2 separate regions of the Sus scrofa genome follow, and region 1 is linked to region 2. The links are chromatin contacts, called in public HiChIP or PLAC-seq maps. All regions are on one chromosome and are shown on one strand. The core of a region is the stretch at or near the end of the contact, and the rest is flanking DNA. Distances in the headings are between cores, read along the strand shown. Region 1 has its middle 53 kb from the start of TRIB1. Region 2 overlaps NSMCE2 (E3 SUMO-protein ligase NSE2).

Region 1 (3,413 bases), core at 433-2,932, 170 kb after region 2:
GTTCTTGAACCGGAGCTGGGTTTTGTGAGTTGCTTGGATCAGCAGAACATGATGGATGTGAGGGCCTGTGAGTTCTGAAGCCCAGGCCTCCAAGACGCTTCACTCCCTGGGATGCTGCCCTGAGACCCCCCATGTAAGGCAGCCGGTTTGCTGATTGCAGGATGGGAGGCCCTCATGGAGGAGAAGGCCAGTACCACCTTCCAGACTCATGACTGAGGCCATCTTGGAGCTTCTACTCCCAGTGACCATCCAACAGACCCAGACAAAACCAGCAGAGGAATTGTCTAGCTGACCAGCAGAAGTGTGAGAAGTTCAGTCATGGCTTTATTATTATTATCTTTTAAATTTTTCAGTCTTTTTAGGAAAGCACCTGCAGCATATGAAAGTTCCCAGGCTAGGGGTTGCATCGGAGCTGCAGCTGCCAGTTTACACCACAGCCACAGCCACGCCAGATCCGAGCTGCATCTGCCACGTATGCTGCTGATCCTTAACCGGCTGAGCGAGGCCAGGGATCAAACCCACATCCTGGGTTAAGGATCCGGTGTTGCCGTGAGCTGTGGTATAGGTCACAGACATGGCTCGGATCCTGTGTTGCTGGGGCTGTGGTGAAGGCCGGTGGCTATAGCTCTGATTAGACCTCTAGCCTGGGAACCTCCATATGCCACAGGTGTGGCCCTAAAAAGACAAAAGACAAAAAGAAATAAGGAAAGAAAGTCCTCATTAAAAAACAAACAAACAAACAAACAACCCACATCCTCATGGATACCTGTTGTGTTCTTAACCTGCCGAGCCACCGCGGGATCTCCATCACTGCTCTAAATCATGGTTTTGGGCTGATGTGTCGCATAGCGATAGATGCCTGAAATGTATCTTATCTACCCCTGTCAGTTCAGGATCTCTATCATCAGGAAAGGCCCCCAGAATAAGGGATCAAATTAAGAGACTGGAACCACATCTACTCCCCCAACCCCGTGGGGGTCGAACCTGGATTAGCTCAACAGGCTAAACGGCCCCAGAGGACCACATGGGGGCTACTGGGGCCAAGGTGATGCAGACCCCAGCTGGCCTGTTCACTCTTAGAAGCTTCATCGTTGGGTGGCCCGAGGCTCCAACTGTCCCCACCAGCCTCTGTCTGCACTGTAGCAAGAGCCGTTCTGTGGCCCCAGAGCCTTGGGAAACCCTGGCGCAATCACGAATGAGTTAAATGCTATCTGATCAGAAGCCAGAGGGCCTGTTTTCATTTTCAAAACTCTGTGTGTCAGTGACTCTAATGCAATGTCCAGCAATGTCTTGAGCAAGTGACCGGCAGGGGACATAGGATGCTATTTACTCAAGATAGCCCATCACGCAAAAGCAACTTGCCTAACCGGGTTTGTAAGCGATTGTTACGAGACCACCGTTGCAACAGGGATGGCCCTGGGTGATGGTCTCAGGAAGGGGCCGATCCCCCCGCCCCAGGCCAAATTTGGGGATATTCTCTTATTTTTGGAACGCTTGGGGCACTGGGTCCCTGGAAAAGAACAGAGAAAAAGGAGCGTTGGGAAATTGCACTCGGATGTGGAATGGTCCTTTAAGGATGGGTGCCCTGGGGAAGAAAGCTTCACGCCACCCTGGAGGGAGACAGCCCCTGGATCAGAGGAGGCTGGAGGATTGGCTGCCTTATGGATGGGGAGGATGATGTGGTCTGGCTCATAAGTCAGTTGCTGAGCAAGAACGTGATGCCTCAGGCTTTTGTAAGGGTTGGTTTGGGTGGTGAATCTATGGGGTTGGGATGGGGTTGGGGTGGGGTTGGGGTGTGTGGTCACTTTCCAGCCCCAAACCATGGTGACCAGGTGGCCACATCCCTGCCTACCCTCCAGGCTGGTCTTACAGGTCAATTGATTAAATCCTTCATCCTTTCTATCCTTTTCCTCTTGGCTAGAATCTGTTACTACTACCACCATCACTACTGCCCACCCCCTCATCTGAATAGCTGCTATGATTTAGCAGTACTTTCATCTGCTCTCTCAAATAATCCTCACAACCGCTCCAAGGGGTAGGCATTATTACACCCACTTCACAGCTGGGAAAATTGAGGCTCAGAGATGTTAACATCTGGTATAAGATTCTAGGACAGTGTGTCCCAGAGAAATGATAAATTGAGTCAGAAAATGGGATACACACAGATATGCAGGCATGGAAAAACAGACATACAGAAAGAGGTCCCCCAGCCCCCAGATACAGATGCATGACCCACAGTTACAAAGGCAAGGACAGAGACCCCGCCCCTGCCCCTGCCTTGGAGGTTTAGGGAGCGTACGCGGTTCTGAAGGTGTTCTGTGCGTTCTTGTGCGTGAAACCCAGATGTCACTGGGGAACATCCCATCCCATCCCATCAGATCCAGATGAAATTCCTTTAGTCACCTCCAAACCCCAATCCATCTCCTCCATTTTTTTCTGCTTGTGTGCATGCATGTGTGTGTGTGTGTGTGTGTGTGTGTGTGTACATAGGTCACTCTCTACACGTGGATGCTGGGTCACTGTGTAAGAAGTATTTCCAACCCCTGGCTGTGGTTAAGCAAAGTCTGACCCCTGCCATCAAGAGGTCCAGGCACCTCTGGGTCTACCTCTCCAGCCTCTTTGGGTTCTGCCTCCCTTTCTCCAATTTCTGATCCCTGTCTTCTCCCCTCACCCTCATCTCCTTATTGCCTTGCTCACTCCCAAGCCTTTTTTTTTCCTTTCTTTCTTTTTTTTTTTTTTTTTTTTTTTTGGCTTTTTAGTGCTGCAATCGCAGCATATGGAAATTCCCAGGCTAGGGGTCGAATTGGAGCTCTAGCCGCCAGCCTACACCACAGCCACAGCCATACAAGGTCTGAGCCGCATCTGCGACCTACACCACAGCTCATGGCAAAGCTGGATCCTTAACTCACTGAGCGAGGCCAGGGATCAAACCCACATGGTCATGGATACTAGTTGGGTTTGTTACTGTTGAGCCACACGGGAACCCCTCACTCCCAAGTCTTATCATGTCTAAAGCAAAACTTTTCCCTCCTACGGGTCACCTCCCGCTGCCCCATGCCCCCTCCAAATCACCCTGCCTCCCAAGTACCTATCAAAGTATTTACAATCCCCCCACACCCTAAACAAAAGCAGCTCTCTCCAGAGGAATCCTGCTGGAAGCTTTCATTTAAGCACCTTTTCTGTCTTTAATCCATGGATTGAGATTAAAACTGGGCAGGAGCTTTTAACCTGGAGTCTCCAACTCCCCAGCTATTTGCTTAGCTCAGCTTTCAGGAGGGTGAAGCAGGTGCCCTGGAGAGGTGAGATCTTTCTGCCACGAAATGCCAGTCCCCAGTCTCCTGGCCCAAGTGTCTTCAGGCTCTAGGTGTCCTTCTCAGCCTTTTATACAATCTCAGTGAATTTTCAAAACAGTC
Region 2 (3,426 bases), core at 244-2,743:
CTCACTAAACCCCTTCCCTAACCTTCCCTAAGATCCCCTGACGCCAACCTCCTTCCAGCTGTAGACTTGATGCTGTTCGAAGAATAAACTCATCGACTGCTTGGACTTAGTTCTGAAACCTCACTCGGTGGAGTTATAAAGAGTCTTTTGACCAAGCAACAGTGTCGTCTGCTCCCTGGAGGATGTGTCAGATCTCGTTTCCTTTTAACTGCTTACGGGTTGAAAACCATTACTGTGGTCACAGAGGTCAGACACCAGAGGCTGTGAACTGGATCCAGCCCACAGATGTGTGTGTTTGGCCCACATAGTTGTATGTACATCAGTTAGTTGCAACACACACAAATTGGGAGATTTCACATAGCAAGCCACATTTCCAATTTTTTTATTTTAAATATACCGAACCTGACAACGCTGGGTCTGCCTGAGTGAGAGGCGAGCAGCTTGTCGGCGTCTCCACTTGCCTAGTCTCCCCCCAACCCCCCGGCCCCAATGCTTTGCTCCTGCTCAATTCTAGCCCCAGAGACGTTGAAGTTTATACATTTCTTAGAGCCAGTGCCATTTTCGTTACATTATAATCCCACGTGAAAAGGGAAAATTCTTCTCCTTGCACACCATGACCCCAAAGTATCAAGATGCTAAATACTGACTCTCCGGCCTTTGCGCTCTGATTTAAGACCAAGAATCCCAAGTAGAACATCCTTTGTGTCATTTATTGAAAAATCACACAGTTGAAAATTATCCTCGCCTGATGTTTTCCCTGAGTCAGAGAGCAGTCTTTTGGCCTCTGACCTTTTTCATGGTAGCAGTTTATGCTGTTCTGGTTACTACCAGTAATACAGGCTAAACAACAACCCAAAGTTGAACCCTCTGGCTTTGTCCTTAGTCATCTACTTTTGGCTGCTGAGAGAGTTGAGGTTATAGGCTGGCTCTGGGGAAGGGAGCGTGGAGATCTAGAGGGGAAATAAAATACACATTTCACTTCCACTGAGTCCTGGGGCCACATAGCACAAAGGTAATGTGTGCAGAAGCATTTGCAAATTGCTTTTATTAGGAAGCCATTTGCCCATCTCTCTTTCTCAGCTGCGAGGCCAGACCCCTCCTGCAAGGTTCTCCAGGCCCCCCATTCAGTTGCTGAAATCTGCCCCAGCTCGAATTCTTCCTTTGTAGTAGTTCTTTATTCTGCAGATGGAAGAGGCTAGTTCTCCTACCACCTGCCAGGCACCTGAGGGCAAGTAAGGCTTGGTCACATGAGGCCCGCACGCAGCAGTCCATGAAAAAGTTGTATCATGGAAGTAGCATAGTTGGGACTGTGCGGAGGTTTAATAAGTTTGCAAAAATGCACTGGACACCGGGGGCTTTGGATAAAAAGTCATATGTGAATATTAGTCATTCATTCCATTGTCATCGGCGTTTCAGTTTACCATAGAGCTGTTTTATGAGTCTGTTCAAATTCCCATGACTCCTATTTCACATGAGGTCGTGGACTCCTCAGCTGAAAAGTTTTTAGTAGCTTCAGTAGGTCTGAAATTTCAGAGTATTGAGCAAGGCCTACACTGAGCTAGAACATGATCTAATAAGATTGGCCTCTCAAAACAAGAAGCACCAGTCCGATTGCAAGGTTTTTAAGAAGAAAATGTTAAGGCTCAGCTGTGAGAACCTCGGAAAGATAATAAAACAGGTTGCAAGCTGGTTTCTTTTTCGTTTCTACTCTGATAGGTGGGACGTCCCCCTGTTTAAGCAGAGACGACTGAAATGGAATGAGGTATGATTAAACAGAAACAATTGATGGTATCTTTCTATTGGGAAACTGTAATTGTGTAATCAGTAGGATGAAGCATCAGAAAATACTTGAAACGTTTTGCTAGAGCCCCAAAGGGTACTCAGAGAGACTCACTCCAAAATGTCCAAGTAGAGAAGATACATCATTGGTTAATGGCTCAGATTGGGAGTCAGAAGTGAGTTCCATTCCCAGCCCTCCGCTGTGAGATTTGAGGCAAGTTATTTAACCTTTTTGCTCCTCAGTGGTTTTTTTTAATCCCTAAAATGGGAATTGGAACATTATGGAGTTCTCATGGGGATTCAAAAGAGATAGTGCGTGGAGAATTCTTGGAGCAATACCTAGCATATGAGGAATACCCCGTAAATGATAGCAGTTGCTACTCAGTTAAATGGAAATTTGCAATCACTTTTTGTTTTGGATGTTCAGTATGGTTTTTGAAATAAAGGCTTATATCATAGTTTATTTCTAAGTTTTCCATAATTCTGTTCAAATCTCCCGTCTCTCTCAGCCCCTTTCCTTAGTCTTCTGTATACCTACCAGGGTCTCCTTCATCCTCTGGTAATATTTCACACTCAGCCAATCCCACTGTAATGAGTAAATGCTTAAGACCCAGTCTGAGTGGAGGTTTAGACTGACTCTGGGACTGAGTCACTGAGATGCGTTTGAGCCTTGTGGAGCTCTTGTTTGTTTCGCGTTCATTTACTGAAGATTATAATTTTTGCACCATGCCTACTGTTGAATTACAATGTAACAAATGACAAATATGCTTATGAAATGCCTTGTGTTTGTAATCACTTACAATAAAGCATTAATCAAGAATATAGTTTATGGATGAATTTATATAGACCACAAGGGGGAAAACCCATTGCTCAGGGTGATCGAATCTTCACTGTGTTACATAATTACTACAACTGAAACCTAATTGATTTTACCAAATTAATGGGAGGGATCAGAGCCACTACCTTGTAACTTGGGGGAGGATTTTTGTCCTGGGGACCCTACTGCAACGTTAGCCCTTGCGGAGGACTTGCAGCTGTGCGCCCACAGCTAGAGGCAGAGGCGGATAATTCCCTTCCTCTGCCAAATAATAGAAACCTTGAAGGAAAGCACTGGCCTCAATTCTGGATGAAATCAGACACCAAACAAAAATCCCCATTAGCTCAGTTCTTTGCTTCATTTAAAACCCAGAATCTTTGTAGACGTCGGTTGTTTGATATTTCATTTTCCCATAAAATCTCCAAAGAAGGGAATCTTATTTTCACCTTGAACTCTCAGAATCATGGACAATAGAAACAAGTCATTTGCTCTAACATAGTTAATGATGTCACCAGAAATTCTTGATAAAAATTGTCAGCATGAGTTTGCCACTCAATTAATAAACCATGCTTTATTCTTGCTATGTTGTGCAATATGTCAGCATTTCCCCTTTCTTTCCTGTAAATTGTAACTTTTCTGGTGATTGGCATTTAAAGCCTTTTCCTGATTAAGGAATTGTCAGCTGAAATCATCAGGGATTTCCCCTTAGCTGTTTTGAAAGCGGTCTGAAGAATTTAATGTATTGCTTGGAAATTAAGAAATTTGGAATAGTTTGTGTAAATCTCAGTGGTGAAATAGAATCAAGAAATGATTGCTTTTCTTGAAAATCA

The links. HiChIP or PLAC-seq counts read pairs in DNA pulled down with a chosen protein or histone mark.
Region 1: a contact with region 2 is called in an H3K27ac HiChIP or PLAC-seq map of alveolar macrophages. The contact joins two enhancer-like sites. A contact is called at or near these places in 2 of 47 Hi-C or Micro-C datasets (embryonic fibroblasts and liver) and 1 of 2 datasets of contacts at active chromatin or transcription factors (alveolar macrophages).

What each region holds. Positions count from the first base shown.
Region 1 is chr4:14,243,265-14,246,677 of Sscrofa11.1, reverse strand. No RefSeq gene overlaps it. Among named protein-coding and RNA genes, the nearest start is that of TRIB1, 53 kb to the left of the region's middle. Within about 2 kb of position 1,682, at least 2 of the 83 cell types and tissues checked have an H3K27ac peak or open chromatin away from gene starts, as enhancers often do. A contact at or near this core is called in alveolar macrophages, where this site is marked.
Region 2 is chr4:14,408,763-14,412,188 of Sscrofa11.1, reverse strand. The region is part of intron 4 of NSMCE2 (E3 SUMO-protein ligase NSE2); the gene reads left to right. Among named protein-coding and RNA genes, the nearest start is that of TRIB1, 110 kb to the right of the region's middle. Within about 2 kb of position 1,493, at least 19 of the 83 cell types and tissues checked have an H3K27ac peak or open chromatin away from gene starts, as enhancers often do. A contact at or near this core is called in alveolar macrophages, where this site is marked.